Linked DNA regions of Anas platyrhynchos: region 2 is linked to region 1. Evidence: chromatin contacts called from public Hi-C data. All regions are on one chromosome and are shown on one strand. The core of a region is the stretch at or near the end of the contact, and the rest is flanking DNA. Distances in the headings are between cores, read along the strand shown.

What was found. Hi-C and Micro-C count contacts between places; a contact is called where the count stands out from the background.
Region 2: a Hi-C map of small yellow follicle shows a contact between it and region 1, with 2.4 times the contacts expected there. The contact joins the promoter of ST8SIA1 here to the enhancer-like site in region 1. A contact is called at or near these places in 2 of 8 Hi-C or Micro-C datasets (skeletal muscle and small yellow follicle).

The regions. Positions count from the first base shown.
Region 1 is chr1:76,321,614-76,326,377 of IASCAAS_PekinDuck_T2T, reverse strand. All of the region lies in intron 2 of ST8SIA1 (ST8 alpha-N-acetyl-neuraminide alpha-2,8-sialyltransferase 1), which reads left to right. Among named protein-coding and RNA genes, the nearest start is that of ST8SIA1, 61 kb to the left of the region's middle. Within about 2 kb of position 2,932, at least 4 of the 8 cell types and tissues checked have an H3K27ac peak or open chromatin away from gene starts, as enhancers often do. A contact at or near this core is called in small yellow follicle, where this site is marked.
Region 2 is chr1:76,382,305-76,387,068 of IASCAAS_PekinDuck_T2T, reverse strand. It overlaps ST8SIA1 (ST8 alpha-N-acetyl-neuraminide alpha-2,8-sialyltransferase 1), which reads left to right and starts at 2,398. Exons shown (of 5, transcript XM_027449991.3): 1 at 2,398-3,068. The coding sequence starts at 2,821.

The DNA.
Region 1 (4,764 bases), core at 1,683-4,182:
TGAATATGTAGGTAAGTTGCAGAGTGTTCTTTTGTATGTGACTGCTCTACAGTTAATATTCCATGTATCCTTTTGGATATAAGAGGTTTCCCTGCTGCGGCAGAGCACTGTGTTCAGTCTCCTAATTGGTCTTTTGCAGTCCCATGCACTCCTGTAAATACAAAGTGGAATACTAATCTCCTGAAAAAAAACATACTGTCTGAAGTAGGTATTTGCAGACAGCACAAAGTTTACGTGAAATCTAATGTTAAATTCCACTTGGATCCTTGATAAAGACTCTGCTGTCATGGCTGAGACATGCTTGCATGACATTACAGAGAATCTTGTTCCACCTGGACCCTTTCTCTTTTGCATGAGCAGTGAGTTTCAAGTTTCATAATGTGTCAATTGGCAGTGCCTCTGTGGAGCAATGAAGCTATTAAAAAGAAAAAAGAAAAAAAAAAGCAGTAGCTGGAGGTTCATTTTAGGGTCTCTTTCCCATCTCCTAAGGGGATTTCATAGCCACTGTAACAGTTTCTTGCAGTAATTTCTTTGTAATCAAATATTGGGGTTTGGTAGTACCTGAGTCCAGGATTTGGAAAACCAAGCTCAGCTTATTTTCTAATAATTAGCATGCACACAAAAGGTCAGTGTGTTACATACCTGCGTCAGTCTGGCAGGAGTTTCATTCTGATCAGTTGCACAGAATAAGTATGCTTATACCTATCCCTCTATTTTGTGACAGTATTACCTTATGGAAAAGGCTTTTGGTTTGCTTCTTGCTTAACATTTCACATATTAGTGGAGCACAGAGAGCTTTATATGAGTTTAGTAATTCTCAGTGGAGCATACATCATGATTCTGACAGATTCTTTGCATGCAAAATATAGGTTTCAGCAGTTTCACTAATGTGCTTCTGCAGTAGAACTTTGCATGAACACAAAACAATTTAGATTTCCTGAATGCTTTATAATTCCTACCAGTCACTGTGGTTTCTTAAAATGCATGCATCTTCCAGCCCCCAACATTCAGTCAAGATTTATGATAAAGATTTTCTGCCCTTATGGCACTCATACACAGATGCTTTCATTCTAACCCATTTTTCTTCTGCTACTCCATGTAAAAAAGACTTCTAAATTACTATTAAAATATTAGATGTCTTTCCAACTTTGTGCAGTTATTTCAATCAGTAACTATAAACAGAAAGGCCAGGTGGAAAATAGGGGTATGATAGAAAATGTCTGAAGTTATGAATTAGTACCACGCGTGAGACTTCTTATGTAACAGCACAACCAATTTTAAAGAAAATCTTCCCGGAAAAAAGTTCATCTTTTATTTTTCAAAAATGATTAGATGGTGTTTAAGGTCCTTTCCAATCCAAACCATTCTGTGATTCTATCGTCACAGGACTGTGGTAGGTCAGCTGAAAGGGACGAATGAAATGCTGGGGAACATAGCCACTGTCCCCATTCCCTTACAGAAGACACACTATCCCTGCATGATGCTGATGTTTTTTGGAGAGTTGCTGTCAAGCTGTCGTGTCTTCCTACTTGACAGCTCCACTGGAGGAAGAAAAGGCCTATCGGACTGGGAATGATTTGTAAGCAATAAAGAAAGGAAGAAGGAGCATTTGGCACCCTACCATGTCTTACAGTGTAAAAACCAATGCCACATTACCTGTAGCTGACACAAAGAGAGCTGTCTTTTCAACTGTCATACTCTTCCTTATGCAAAAGTGCAAGAAAGCAACATTAAGGGCTAAATTTGGCTTCTTGTTAATTTTCGGTATTATGTTGGCTCCTTAGGAACATTGGTAGAACCAGGCAATTTTCCTCAAGGTGCTTTATTCTCAAAAGGGACAGAGAGCAGCCCCATGCTCATGGCAGCGTGGCTGGGAAGAGCCAAGCGTGATGAGTTGCACCCCTTGATCACCAGTACTGCAGTGGTGAAGAAATGTCCAAATCTCTCAGCAGAAAAGCCTCCCAGCACCACGCCTGGGCCATCTCATGCTCCCCACATGCACAGCTCCCCGAGCCCCCAAAACCCACCACAGCCACCCCCCGGGGCACATGTCCCTGGGGCATACCTCACCTCTGCTGCAGCGAGCACACCTCGTGGGGCCCCAACTGCCTGACGTGGGCAGGGCTGGGGAAACACTGGGTGGTGGCTGCGGGGATGGGCCCTGAGAGACGCTCGCAGCAGTCCCAAAAGCACAAGCCAGCACCCAAACCAACTGGTCGCTTGACCTCAAAGCCTTGCGCACCCACGCAGTGGGAGTCTAGGCACATGACAGGCTGGGCTAGGTCAGGCACCCAGATATAAGTCAACACAGTCCGTCGCTCGGTCACGTCACAGCCTGTTGCTCAGTGGTGTCACTGTGATGACACTTCTCTTGTCTGTTTATGTCACGGTATGATTGTTTAGCAGACTCAATTCCCCAACTGAAGTCTACTTTGAGGGCCATTCCGTGTGTTAAATCTGCATGCTTTTTTTTATTTATTATTGTTTGGATGTTCATTGTTGATTTAAAGCTGTCACATTACACGTCTGAAGGTGTCCTCCTGTGCACCTGGGGCTACCGCAATGCTACTTCCACCCTCTCCTTTTGTCTTCTGCTGGGTACCGGCATTTCCTGGAAGGCCACGAGGCCTGGGCCATGTCTACCCAGAGCCCTGTCGGGTGCCCTTGTATCTCCCCTTGTCCTGTCCAAAATACCAGGAGAACTTCTTTGAAAGCAGTTTCCAAAGTTTCAAGAACTCCAGACATTTCTTGCTGTCCTGGTTTCAGCTAGAATAGAATTAGTTTTCCTCCTAGTAGCTGGAAGGGTGCTTTGTTTTGGATTAGGATGAGAATAATGTTGATAACACACTGATATTTGAATTGTTGCAGAGCAGTGCTTACGCTAAGCCAAGGACTTCTCAGCTTCTCACTCTGTCCGGCCAGCGGGCAGGCTGGGCTTGTAGCAGGAGTTGGGAGGGGATAGACCCAGGACAGCTGACCCAAACTGGCCAAAGGGGTGTTCCATACCATCTGACGTCATGCTGAGCAATATATAGGGGTAGCCTAACAGGAGTGGGGGTGCCGGCTGCTCAGGGATAGGCTGGGTATCGGTCAGCAGATGGTGAGCAATTGCATTGTGCATCACTTGTTTTGTACACATTATTATTATTATTATTATTATTATTATTATTATTATTATTATTATTATTATTAATAATAATATTAATAAACAAATAATTTATTTGTTATTTCTGTCTTAATAAAGATTCTCTGTCTCAACCCACAGGCTTCATTTTCCTGTTTCTCTCCCCCATCCCAGAGATGGAGGGGGGAGGGTGAGCGAACGGCTGTGTGGTACTTAGCTGCCATCTGGGTTAAACCACAACAGTCCTGGTGCCCAACGTCGGGCTCGAAGGGTTAAGATTATGACAGATCTGACCAGAGTGTGTTAAACATGAATTGATATAAGTATTAGACCTGCTTAATAGTTGCTAGTCACAATGTTGATTGCTTTGATCTTAGGGCTGCTGTGCCTGTTTTCCAAATTGAGTTATTTGGCATATTACTTACTGTATATGTTCCATGTTGTGCTGTTTATCCTTTTGGGGGCTGGTTTAGGATCATTGTTTTACTGTACTGTGTTACATTGGCTTATGATATGATAAAATTGCTGGTCATGAGACTAACCTAGTATTAGTACTCAGCAATGTCATCGACTCTGTACTTTGGAAACCATAACTCAGAAACTATCAAGAATTACATGTATTACCTTTTTTTTTTTTTTTTTTTTTTTTTTTTTTTTTCAGGGAGCCAATCTATGGAGGGAACAAGGGGAGATATTTTTTCTTGCTTTTTCACTTTCCCTTTCTCCTTCACCCCCCTCTTATCCTCTGGGGTAGTTATGATAGTTCTTCAAGATTTTGAATATCCTTGGGATGTTCAGACCAGCATGTTGTTATTGTTACGTCTCCTGAATGTGCTTTAGATTTTGTTTAAGGTTAAAAAACTACTTAGGAATGCTATCCAGGGATCTGCCCTGAGGCAGATGAGCAGCAGGGAGCATGGGAGGATATGGGCAGGTAGCTAGAGCAGTGGGCACCTCCAGTGCTTTGGAAATTCACCCCTGAACAACTGCAAAATCCTAAAAAAACTGGTAGAATGCTTGAAAAAGAGGTGTCATCACTCTGGCAAAGAGACACAGATCACTGCAACGTGCTGGGGTCTGGCCTATGCCTATCGAGCTGCGATCAATGCCACTATAAACCTAGTGACAGACCCTGCGGCCACTCCAAGTCTTGTGACAGGCCCAACGGCCACTCCAACCCCTGCAGCCACTCCAGCCCCTATGATGGACTCTGCGACCAGTACAGCCCCTGTGGCCACTGCAGCCCCTGGAGCCACTCCAATCTCTGCAGCCAGTTCAGCCCCTGCAGCCGCTCCAGCCTCTGTGGCCACTTCACCCCCTGTGGCCACTGCGGCTCTGGCTCCTGCGGCCACTCCAGCCCCTGTGGCCACTCCAACCCCTGTGATGGGCCCAGCAGTCATCCCAGCTCCTGTGATGGGCCCAGCGGTTGTTCCAACCCCTGTGGCAGGCCCTGCATTTAATCCAACCCCTGTGGCGGGCCCTGTGGCTGGGTCAGAGAAATGAACTGTAGCAGTGCAAGTTGCCCCTGTAGCCAAGGTGAAAAAATAGTTTAGAGAGTCAGATCGTTTAGAATGCAGAGAAACTCCTGCTAAGACTAAGTATGGAGAAGACAAGACCGGGCAATCAGAGGAACAGGATGA
Region 2 (4,764 bases), core at 1,149-3,648, 61 kb before region 1:
CTGCAGAGCAGAAAATGAGTGGAGTGTTGAAGTGGAGGGGTAAAGCCCTGTCATTTTGGAAATGAGAGGGCTTCAAAGGGAGCAAAGAAAAGGCACCAAAGGATATGTGTAGGAATTTCTAAATGAAAGCACTTAAAAACTGGATTTTTGAACAGAGGCAGCTCTATTCTTGATATGTGCTTTGGGTTGGGGGTAAGGGAAAAAGGAGCTGCTCAGAAAAGGTCTTTACCCTGCTCTCTTGAGCACGGCTTTCTCAGATACAGCAGCAGCATTAAGTAACAGCAGAGTTTCAGCTCCACCCGCAGGGGCAGAAAAGAAAATGCAAAGCCATCAGATGAGTACAGCTAGCTTAGGGATGTTGTGAATGAGTCTGCATGGCTGTACGGTTTGCATTGTTGTGGCAAATAAACAGGCAATAGAAAACTAGAAGAGAGGTCTGCTGATGGATTTTACAGTGAACCCAGGAAAATCATAACACTGTTTTCCTTCTGATCTGTGGATAGTAACACTATTTCTTCTTAATGTTCAAAATGCTCGTTATTCACTGGTCTCACCCATTGCTTTTTCTCTATGTTTCTTTCTGAAGGCATCTATCTCTCTCGCTATATATTTGTCTTTTCCTGTATTAGGCCCGCTTATGAACTTCATCCAGAATAATTAGCCTTTGTGCTTGTAGATCTTACCTGGGACCCAAAGAATGAAGATGAGAACAAATCTCACTATTGAAATTCTCACTAATGTGGAGTACAGCAGAGAGGATAGTTCCATCTTTTGGCTTTGATTTAAAGGCATGGATTGTCAATTACTACATCTTCACAATGATTGCAAACTGCCATTGAGGTGGTTAAGACTGTTTGCTTGAAAGCAAGATTAATGTTTAGCAGTTTATTCTCCACCTGAAATCATTACCCACAATGTAAAGCATCAGTACACTTCTCTTCAGGGCTTACTGAAAGAAGGTAAGGAAAGAAGAAATTTCTACCTGTATAATAACAGAATGAGGCCAGACATTTTCAGTTCTTTGTGCCATGTCAGCAACAACATAACAGGCTCTGCCTCATCTCTGTCTTGGTACATCTGGCTCCTTGTGTGCTGTAGGCAGGAAACGATGAAGGAGTTAACAGCCATTGCACTAGACAGACTGTGGACTGTTATAAATTCAGTGAACAGCCTGGGGGCTTGAGGCTGAAAGATAATAAGGAAAAAGAAAAAAAAAAAAAAAAAAAGAAAGGAAAAATAAGGCGAAAGGCTTAGGAATACCTTATAGGTTCACACATAAAAAATATCCCCCAATCCTGCATCTAATTGTGTAAGTGATAATTGTGTAAGTAATAATCCTTTATTAAGGAAATGATCCCTCCCTACTCTACTTAAGGAGGGACTGCGTTAACGAAGAAATTAGCAAATAACTGCATCTATTTAATTTCTACTTACTTCATTGCATCCAGTTTGGACAGTGAAATAATAAGCCATTTCTACTTTCTCTTTGTTCCTTTTTCCACTTTTGGTTTCCTAAGTGACATCAAGACTCAGGCTTGTCCCTCTTTTTGACTAAAGGTGAGCAATGAGGCAGAATTTAATCCGGAGTGCATGGTTTTGCACATTTACACAAAAATGCACACAGTTTTGCATGTTTTTAATAATTTTTACTTTTGATAAGTCTAGCTAACTACATTTTGAATAAGTCTCCCTAAAGATCACAGAATCATAAAGGTTGGAGAAGACTCCAAGATCACCCAGTCCAACCAATATCCACTACCAATATCAACCACTAAACCCCTAAGCGCCAGGTGCCAGGTCCAACCTTTCCTTGAACATCCCCAGGGATGGATCGATTAGTTCTGTTTGGTTTTAGTAGAGTTGATCGGACAGTTTTATGCTACCGTCGACAAAGAGCTTCCTCACCAAAAAAGCAAGTTTACTTAGGGAGGATGCAAACACCTGTCCTGCTCGGAAGGGATTTGCCAGGTGTTGGCCAGGGACACAGTGCTCTATTTCTTTTCCCACTTGCTCTAGACAGCTGTGCTGTGTAAGGCGTTAGTGCAAACAACATCTATACCGCAGTGACAGGTCTCGGACAAGAGAGGCTGTGAATGTCCCCCCGCATCCCTGCATCTCCCGAGTTACAGCGCCGTGGCTACACGCGGACATGACGGCGCTGCCAGCCGGCGCCCGCTCCCCTCTCACACGGGCCGCTCCCGGCGGGCTCTGTCACCCAGCGCCCCCAGCACCGCCGGCTCAGCCTCGGGGGCCACCTCTTCCCTCCCAGCCGCCGCCCCGAGCCGGGGGCTGCTCCGCGGCAGCCGGCTCCCGGCCGTGTGGCGGGCAGGCCCCGCGGGCAGCAGATGGCCGCCAGGGCGCGCTGCGGGGCCGGCCCCCGGCGGAGCGCGGCTGCCGGGCGGTGCGGCGGCTCCCGGGGGAGGAGGCCGGGCTGCGGGGGGCTCGGCGGCGGCTCCTCAGCCCCGCGCAGGGGCCGGGAGCTGCCTCGGCCCCGGTGCGAGCGGAAGGAAGCCCCGGCGCGGGGCCGAGCGAGGGAAGGGTCCGGGGTGGAAATTTACCGGGGCGGCCCGCGGTAAAGAGAGCGGGCGGGAGGCGGAGGGAGGGGAGCATCGCCTCGCCTCGCCTCGCCTGGCGGGCAGAGCGGGGGACCAAATGCCCGTGAGGAGGGGCGGCAGCAGCCACCGCCGGGAGAGGAGGCAGCCGCGGCGCAGCCCCCGGGAGGAGCCCGGCCGGGATGCCATGGCCGCGGGCAGCGGGCGCCGGCCGGCCCGCCGGGCGTAGGGCGGCGGGGCTGGGCGGCCCCCGCACGGCGAGGGCCTGATGCAGGAGCGCAGCCCGGCGCCGCGGCGGCGCTGCGGGAGGAGGAGGAGGAGGATGGCGGGGCTGGCGTGGAAGTGGCCGCGCACCCGCCTGCCCGTGGGGGCCAGCGCCCTGGGCGTCTTCGTCCTCTGCTGGCTCTACGTCTTCCCCGTCTACCGGCTGCCCGACGAGAAGGAGATCGTGCAGGGGGTGCTGCTGCAGCAGGGCAAGGCGTGGAGGAGGAACCACACTGCAGTCGCCGGCTTCAGGTACCGCCGGCTCAAGGGCGGCCGGGGACGGGCAGCCCCTCGCCGCCCCAAACTTGGCGCCGTCCCTCCGCTCCTGCCGCCCCCTGCCCGGCCCCGACCCCTCCTGCCCCGCCAAACTTTCGTGGGGGGCTCGCCCCGGGCCGAGCGGCCGAAGGGCCGGGCTGCAGCCGGGTGCCCCTGCGGCAGGGAGGGCTTCCCGGGCGCCCCCGGCCTGAAAGGGGGCGCGGAGGAGATTTGCCTTCCCCCAAAACCCGCTCGAGCGGCTGGGTGAAATGCAGACAGCCCGGGGGTTTCCCTTCCCCTCCCCGCCAGGTGGGAAGCTGGGTTTTCTCCCTGTCCTTTGAGCTGCAGGCGAAAGGTCGGGGTTAGTGGTAGCCAGACTACCTGCAAAAAGGCTCCCTTGCTTTTGTAAATGCCGGAGTGAATCAGATCCCAGTTCCTAGGGGCTTCTGTTCTGGTGCACGGCGCTACTTGGTGTTCTTCGTTGTTTTGCGAATGCAGCTCAACTTGTTTGCTGTGAACTGGAGCCGGCGTGTGATTGCTTAGTATCTTGTCCGCTGGGATAGCAGAAACTTTGCAGCTCTTCAAAAGCACACCCTTCAGCACCTGGAGCTTGCAGAAAATAAAAGCAATGAGAGATGTTAAATTGGTTTGTGTTAATAGAAGCTAGGCCTGAAAGAAGTCCTCCCTTAGATACAGAGCTAGCAAAAAGGTTCTGATGTAGAATCCTTGTTCTAGAGCACAGGGTAGAAAACTGGAAGACACTGGGTTGGTCTCAGTTATTAATTTATCTTAATTCTTTTGTGCCGCAGATTTACATTTTTAGGTAGATTAATCATTTAAAAAAAAAATTACTCTGATAGGTGATACAAGGGAGAGCTCGATGCATTGTTTTTCATGTTTGTAAGCCAAATGTTGCTTTGAAGGTTGACAAAGCTGCTGCAACTTCAGTTTAAAAAATATTTTTTAGTCTATTTCAGCCACATGGTTTACAAACAAAAACTGTGTGGCTTCTCAACTATTCCACCTGCCCAGATGTTTTTTCCACTGTCTAGGTATAGTGGTTATCTCAAGGATGCTTATGGAAGAGAATATCTTTCAATAAAGTGAGCTGTGGTTTCTCATCTGTGTCTTGCTCAGTTGGCACAGTGCTAAATACAATGAACTTTAAATCAATCTGCTTTAGGAATTAACACTTTTTTAAGTGAAATTTTCACTGGAGATATGTAGTGAATATACCAAAATAGTCAAACAATAGTGATGTAGAACTCTGTATTCTTGCTGCATAGATTTGCTGCTCTTAACATGGGTAGAAAGCTAGGAAATTGAAGCCCTCATCAGGTAAACTTCTCTATATTGTAATACAATTAACAGAAACAATGACATTCTTTGCTATCATTCTTTTCTTTTTATGGAAGAGCATTGTAAAAGCTCCAGGTTTCAGTTTGTACTGGAACCTCTATGAATGCAGGTCTCTGTTTTAACTAGTCAGCAGGTATAGAGCTTTGTAGACAACCTGTGTGTGGGCTTTGAAGTAATACTGCCTTCCATAGTAGCCTAATATTGGGTGGGTTTTCACAAGGTAGTATCCTTATTTAAGAAGGACATGGATTACTATTCTCCCTACCACTCCTGCACGCAGGAGGTTGTGAAACAATTTTGGCTGTGCACAGTTCTGAAGAACAAATCTGTACTT